Regions from separate parts of the Gossypium hirsutum genome. Here region 1 is linked to region 2. A link is a contact called in public Hi-C data. All regions are on one chromosome and are shown on one strand. The core of a region is the stretch at or near the end of the contact, and the rest is flanking DNA. Distances in the headings are between cores, read along the strand shown. Region 1 has its middle 20 kb from the start of LOC121224520. Region 2 holds the start of LOC107941473 (precursor of CEP5).

Region 1 (3,487 bases), core at 726-3,225, 360 kb before region 2:
TAATTTTGGGACCTTATAGAAACTTAGGTGTGACTTGTTCTACGTATTCCAATCTTGAATACTAGTTTTTAAAATTATCACTTGAACAGATTTCATAGATGTTCTTATCATCATTCTTCAGAAAGTCATGAGTGAGGCATAATTTTAGAAATATATATTTGATATTTTCAAGAGTTCCAACAATAATCGTAGAAAATTTTGATCATGATCTTTCAATAAGAATACATATAGGTATTTTGGATCATTGAAAATCTTCCTTCAATTACTATTTATTGATTTGAATTTATCATATATGTTTAAATCATTTCAATTCATATATTTAAGCATACATATTGAACAATTTCCCGAAAATTCTATATGCTTCTAACATTCTAAATCCTTAAGAATTTTAATATAAAGTTCACTATATAGTGATTAATATAAATGTTGTAACAATAACCATTATAGGCATGTCAAATCTTTCATGAACTGCCAAACTAATAAGATATCTAAAGGTTATTGCATCTATCACAAAAGAATATTATATTTTTCACAATCAATGCTATGACTTAACGAAAAGCTTTCATATTTCTTATTTCGTTTTCACAAAACTACTTCATTTGTGTCCTCATTATAATTATACCTTTAGATGTTTGGACTACTGGTCCGGAAACTTCACGAATTTAATTCTACTAGAATTGTGTCTTTCTATTTTGGTCAATATAATCAATATCTTATTTCTAGACAAATTTATTCAAGATCTTTACTTTCTGTCATTATTTCAACATTACAAAATCATTGTCAACAACTTTTCATTTTAAGTTCCACATTTTCTCATATTGAACCAACTTGTTGAGATTTCTTTATTTTCATTATTTTTTGTCTTCAGGTACCTAATTCTCTCCTAGAATTTTAATAATTAGTTTAGTACAAGGGGATCCTCTCTCTCCTTATTTGTTCTTATTTTGTATGGAAGCTCTCTCTAGAATGCTTATCCATGCTGAGGAGAACAACGTTTTAAGAGGCATTAGGGCTAGCAGAGACAGCCCTAGAATAAATCATTTGTTTTTTGCTGATGATGCACTATTATTTGTGAGAAATAAAAAGAGTGATGTGGAGAACCTTGTTAACATGCTTAACACTTTCGTTAATATTTCAGGGCAAGAGATTAATTTTGAAAAGTCAATGGTCCTTTTCAGTCTTAACACCTCACGTGACCAGAGAACAATCCTTAGTGGCCTCCTAGGCATGACGGTGGTGGAAAACTTAAACAACTACCTTGGCCTTCCTATCCCGATTGGTAAGAAAAAAACAGTGGCTTTCCAAGAGATTACTAATAGATTGTCTTGCAGGGTTAACAACTGGACAAAGAGATTGCTCTCGTTTGGGGGAAAAGAAATCTTCATTAAAGCGGTTCTCCAATCCATCCCTACGTACGCTCTGTCAATTTTTTTGACCCCCAAAAGCATCATCGATGACATTCAGGCTAAGCTTAGCAGAACATGGTGGACGGGAAAAGATAAAGGGAGATTCTAGACAATGATCCCATGGAAAATGCTGTGTAAGCCGAAGGCTATGGGAGGTCTTGGAATTAGAAATGTGCGACTCTTCAACCTGGCTCTCTTAGGGCGTCAAGTGTGGAGACTAATAAACAATACAAACACTCTCTGCTTCAATGTCTTGTATTCAAAATATTTTCCTGATGAAACATTTTTAATTTAAAAAGGTGGACAAAGCGTCATTCACTTGGACAAGTATTGCGACAACAGCGGAAGCGCTTAAAGATGGCTTTGGATGGCAGATTGGAAACGGCGAGAGGATAAATATTTGGGAGGATAATTGGGGAATGGAAGGGCTCAATGGGGACATTATTATAAGCAACACTCTAAAAAGAGATGAAAAGAGTGTGAAAAATCTTTGGCATATGGATCGGAGGTGTTGGAAGGTTAATAAAGTCAGGCACGTGTATGGACAAGACTGGGGGGACAAGATTTGCAATATTCCCATTGGAGGGGAGGGTCAGGAAGATAGAATGATATGGTTTCATAACCCTCACGGGTTTTATACTTCAAAATCTGCCTATTCATGGCTGTTACTGAAAGAAATGGGATACGGCCCTCACAGGTTCCTTTGGAAAGTATTATGGAAGCTTGATACTCTACCGAAGATCCAGGTTTTTGCGTGGAGGGTGGGGCATGAAATCCTCCCCACGAATAGTAAGATCGCCTCTATCAGACAGTGTCTTGACAAGGGATATCCTCGATGTGGAGCAGAGACCGAAACTGTGTTGCATGCATTAAAAGACTGCCCAACCTCGAAAGCAGTCTTGTCGATCGGAGGGTGGTCCAGGAGCTTTATTTCTAAGAATTACGATCACTGCATTGATTGGTTGGAAGACTTGATGTGGGTCCTTGACAAGAGAGCTATGGCTAACTTGATAACAACCCTATGGAACTGCTGGAATAACAGGAACAACTTTATCTTCAGGGGAAAAGAAGAAGAGGCCAAGCAAATATGGGAAAGAGCTAGCAACTTCAGCAAGGAGTTTCGAATATGCAATATGATAAACGAGCCACTACTACCACAGAATGTCGTGGAGAAAAAGTGGAATAAACCTCCAAAGGGATTTATTAAAATAAATTTTAACGCTACTGTTGGCGAAAATAGAATCGGGTACGGGATGGTCGTCAGAGATGAAGAAGGTTTTGTTCTAGGTGCCGGTGGGGATTTCAAAGAGGGTGGGATTTCTGTGGAAGAAGTCGAGTGCGTGGCCTTTGAAGAGAGCATTAAAGTGGCGCGCAGACTACAGTTAAAAGAACACGTTCCTTTTGAGACCGACCATGTGGGGTTGGTCAACAGACTAAACAATTTAGTCAATGACGTCACAATAATTGGCGCACGAATTAAGGATTGTGCTGTTGCCTTTGAATTTTTTAATTCTGCCAATTTAATTTGGACCGAACGGTCTTGTAATAAGGTGGCCCATTTACTTTGTAAAAAAATGTATAGTGAGGCCAAAAATAGTTTGTTTGAATTGGATTATCTGCCCGAAATCCACAATGCTGTATTTTGTGATGTTTCTTAATTAGTCTTAGTTGACCCTTGTGGTAGTTTTTGTTTCAAAAAAAAGACAGTCTATATTTATTATTTTATTGTACAATAATTTTATCTTTGGAACCAATCAATCTACAATACATTAGGCATGTAATACTTTCATTTTTTTCTACCATGGTAGTACTACTAGGACTTAAAAACATCATATGGTACATAAAACTTGGTTATTTTTAATTAGATCAGATAATATATTTGGCTGTTAACTTGCACTAAAGTGAATTATTCTTTTGAACTTCTGATTAAAATTTCTTTCTAGGAGGATCTAGATAATGATAATTTATTCCAATAATCTATTTCATCTAAATTTTATTTCTCTCACCCCTAATGTTAGGAAAGCTATCAAATTAAATAGTAATCACAAATCGTGTCATAATTGAATCTCCAATTCATTTAA
Region 2 (3,491 bases), core at 216-2,715:
ATCTTACTATTAAAAAAATGTAAATAACATATATTATGTAATTTATAGGAAAATTATCCCATCGTCGGTGGAAATTTTTTAGACTTCACAAGTGTATCAAATAATCACCTTATATTATTAAAATAATATTTGAAAAAATATTTGGTACACTGTTAGTGAAATTTTTAAACTGCACAAACAGATCGAGAGTTAACAAGTATCCTATATAGATATAATAAGTTATTAAAAATATAAATGTATTTAAAAGAAGACACATGTTAATTTTTTAAGATTATTTATGAAATAAAAAATACACAGTTAATGTACCAAATATTCACTCATAATATTTATAAATTTGTAGAAAATTTGATGCACCTATATTGCATATATATTTTATACTAATATGTATTATTTTATTTCGAAAACCATTGCTCTTCTTTTATAATTAACTTCTATCTCTCGAAATTTCAACAACTTAATTTCTTTTAAAAGCATGTTACCTAAAAAAACACAAATACTACTATCTCATAATATCTTATTGCTAAATTACTTAAGAATTTTAAAAATTTCCCTCCAAAGTTATTGTAAAGAAAAAAAGAATGCATGATCATCCCATTCCAGCCCAATCTAAGGAATTAAAAGGCCTCTTTTAGTTCAATTTCACTGTGGGTGTAGGCTGATTATCTAAGCCTCTTTTAGGTCGGGTATACAGAAAATATATAGCCCTGTTTAGTCTTTCCCTCGGAAATTATAACAAATAGTAAGCATTAAATTGTTAGGTCCAACAGCAAGAAGTTGCAGAAAGCAAAATCAGCTTCAATTGCAAATGCTTTTCATAGCTTCTAAAACCTACAAGTCACTTCACTTTTAGAAGCTACAAAGAAACGAGAGAGAGAATGGGGGGGGTTATAACAGCCGGGAATTTGAGTTGGAAAGCTGAATATATTGTACATGGTACACAACAAGACAATATATTAAAAGATTCTTGACACAAATATGTTTTTATAAACTCTTAATGGTGAGCAGGTGGGGGCTAAGTTAATTAAGTACACTACTCTATGTATTCAATAAAATAGATCACATGTACAAAAGGATATATTGATAGACTGAAAGTCTTTAATTGATATTAGTAGACAACTCATAACTCTTATAAGAGAATAATATATAGTAGAAATCACATTAGGTTAAGAAGAGGAGGAGAATAAATGAATAAAGAACAGTTGCATGGCCCATGCAAACTGTTGTTGGAGTTTAAGTGACCATAACCTAAGCTCTATGGCCGCATGTGGAGAAAGATTATGTAATTTATTTACACCTTTTATATATATATATTTATCAGTCTTTTGACACCTCTTTTCTCGATCGATCTTCGTCTATAAATAGAGCTAGCACCATGGGGAACGAAGAAGTCTATAAGCAAAGTTGCTAAGTATCTTCTTCTTCACTTGTTTTAATTCCACATTTTAGGCTTTACCTATATTATATATGGCCCAAAACAATCTTCTCTCTATTCTTGTTCTCCTTTCGCTTGCTCTCTTCCTGGAAATTCAGGGAATTTTAGGAACGCGTTTGATTTTGGAGCAGAATCAGAAGGTGAGAACATTTAATAGAATCCTAGCAAAGGAAAGTAGGAGTATTGTTGATCCCAAAATTTATGGTGTTAACAAAACCAAGTCTCCACCTTCACCACCAACTGCGGTAATTGGAGCCTCGCCGCCGAAAAACGACCAAGATTTCAGGCGCACATCTCCTGGACACAGTCCTGGTATCGGCCATTCCATTCAAAACTAGGTCAAAACATCCTTACTTTGAAGACAGACAGATGGTATTATAGTGCCACACAGATTCCTATCCTAGAAAAGATTTCAGCTTAAGTGGTTCGGTTTCTATTTGTGTTGTCTTATCTTAGTTTAAATTTCAGTTTCAGGTACCTTAGGTTTGAGTGTTTGTAACATATATTTAGTGAAGTCAGTGAGCCAATGAAATTCGTGGATTTTTACATTTTATAGTTCCTTCTTTGCCTATAGCTCAATCATTAAAGTGGTATAAAATATATTTGAAGAGCTAATAAATAATTTAAATTGACTGAAATTAAAATAAATAATTTATTCAAAATAAATAATTAATGATTTATTAAATTCTAAAATTGTTTTTATTTTTTAAGTAAATAAACCTATAATTTTTCCGTCAGTGAAACATTTTAGTCCCACTAATATCCAGGTCGTCTAGTAAACTGGGGTAAAATTATCCAAACAGAAAGAATGGTGTGATTGCACCAAAAAAATCTTTTAAACACCGTACTGGAATTGCTTCGGTATCCAAAGGAGCCCAAGCAACCGAGGCATATGCTAGGGAAAAAAAAAGCCGTAATGAACAAGATTACCAACTTGGTTATAGAATTGAAGATGGCCCATCATAACTTCTTGATGGACGAATGGGGTTCGTAACAAATGCGTAAAAATAATACTAATATCAAATTTAGTGTAAGAAGTTTATTTATTCTACTTAAGATGTCAAACTCCTCTAAGTTGCATGCCGTTTTATGAAATCTGAAGTTCAAATGGCGGATTTGAGGTTTGATTGATATTCACTAAATACTGTAATATTGACATTTCTTTCGGATATCGTCTATAAGAAAAGGAAGTTGAAAGAATGGAGAAACCCTCAGAGCATATATGTATTTATATACAACGTATAATGCTTCAAATATGTGAAAAGAATTGAGTAAGCTCAAAGAGACACAAACCATGTGAGGCAGTGCAACACAAACTATAGAATTGGGAAATTTAAGTATTGGAGTAACAGGACCAGTTAAGAATAGGAATGAATCAAAAGATCACGTGCATTTTACAGCCTAGCACAACACAGAATCAAATGTTTTTGTTCATTGCAAAAGCCAAAAAGGTAAAAAAAGAAAGAAAGAAAAGTCTTTAGCTGCCTTCCTTCTGTGCATGCCAATCAGTTGCAGAGGCTGAGGACTTCCTTAGCTGCAGGAACCATTAAAAAAGAAAAAGGTCCTTTTGGGAGATTTTTAATTATCAAATTTATTCAACTCTTAAGTGGAGAGGTTGAGGAACGGCGAATTGGGGCTCGTCATTTGCTTCATTTGACTTGATCGATCAGGACAAAATTGCCAAATATTTCTTTAGTGCATTCAACGTTGGTGGAGGGACCCTCTCTTTTGGTTGGTGCCCTTCACTCTTGATTAATTTTGAGCATGCTCGTATAAAAAAAAAAAAGAAAAGGAAAAACCAAACTGTAAGCATGCTAATAGCTGGTAAGACAAACAAGCTTGAAATTAGTAAATAATATTGGGTATATATAAGAAAAATATTTGGTACCTTGTTGTTAGTGGAGTTTTTAGCTCCACGAGTAGGGTTAGAGGATTAACAATTATATTATAGGGGTATAATAAAATATTAAAAAAATAAATATTTAAAATAATTGATACATAACAATTTTTTAAGGTTGGTGGAACAAAAAAAAGTAAGTGTACTAAATACTAACTATAT

What was found. A called contact is a pair of places that touch in the nucleus more often than the background predicts.
Region 1: a contact with region 2 is called in a Hi-C map of leaf, with 3 times the contacts expected there. The contact joins the enhancer-like site here to the promoter of LOC107941473 in region 2. A contact is called at or near these places in 3 of 34 Hi-C or Micro-C datasets (all in leaf).

The regions. Positions count from the first base shown.
Region 1 is chrD12:14,631,254-14,634,740 of Gossypium_hirsutum_v2.1, reverse strand. No RefSeq gene overlaps it. Among protein-coding and RNA genes, the nearest start is that of LOC121224520, 20 kb to the left of the region's middle. Within about 2 kb of position 1,975, at least 6 of the 9 cell types and tissues checked have an H3K27ac peak or open chromatin away from gene starts, as enhancers often do. A contact at or near this core is called in leaf, where this site is marked.
Region 2 is chrD12:14,274,483-14,277,973 of Gossypium_hirsutum_v2.1, reverse strand. LOC107941473 (precursor of CEP5) reads left to right here and starts at 1,465. Exons shown (of 1, transcript XM_016875043.1): 1 at 1,465-1,770. The coding sequence starts at 1,465. The coding sequence ends at 1,770.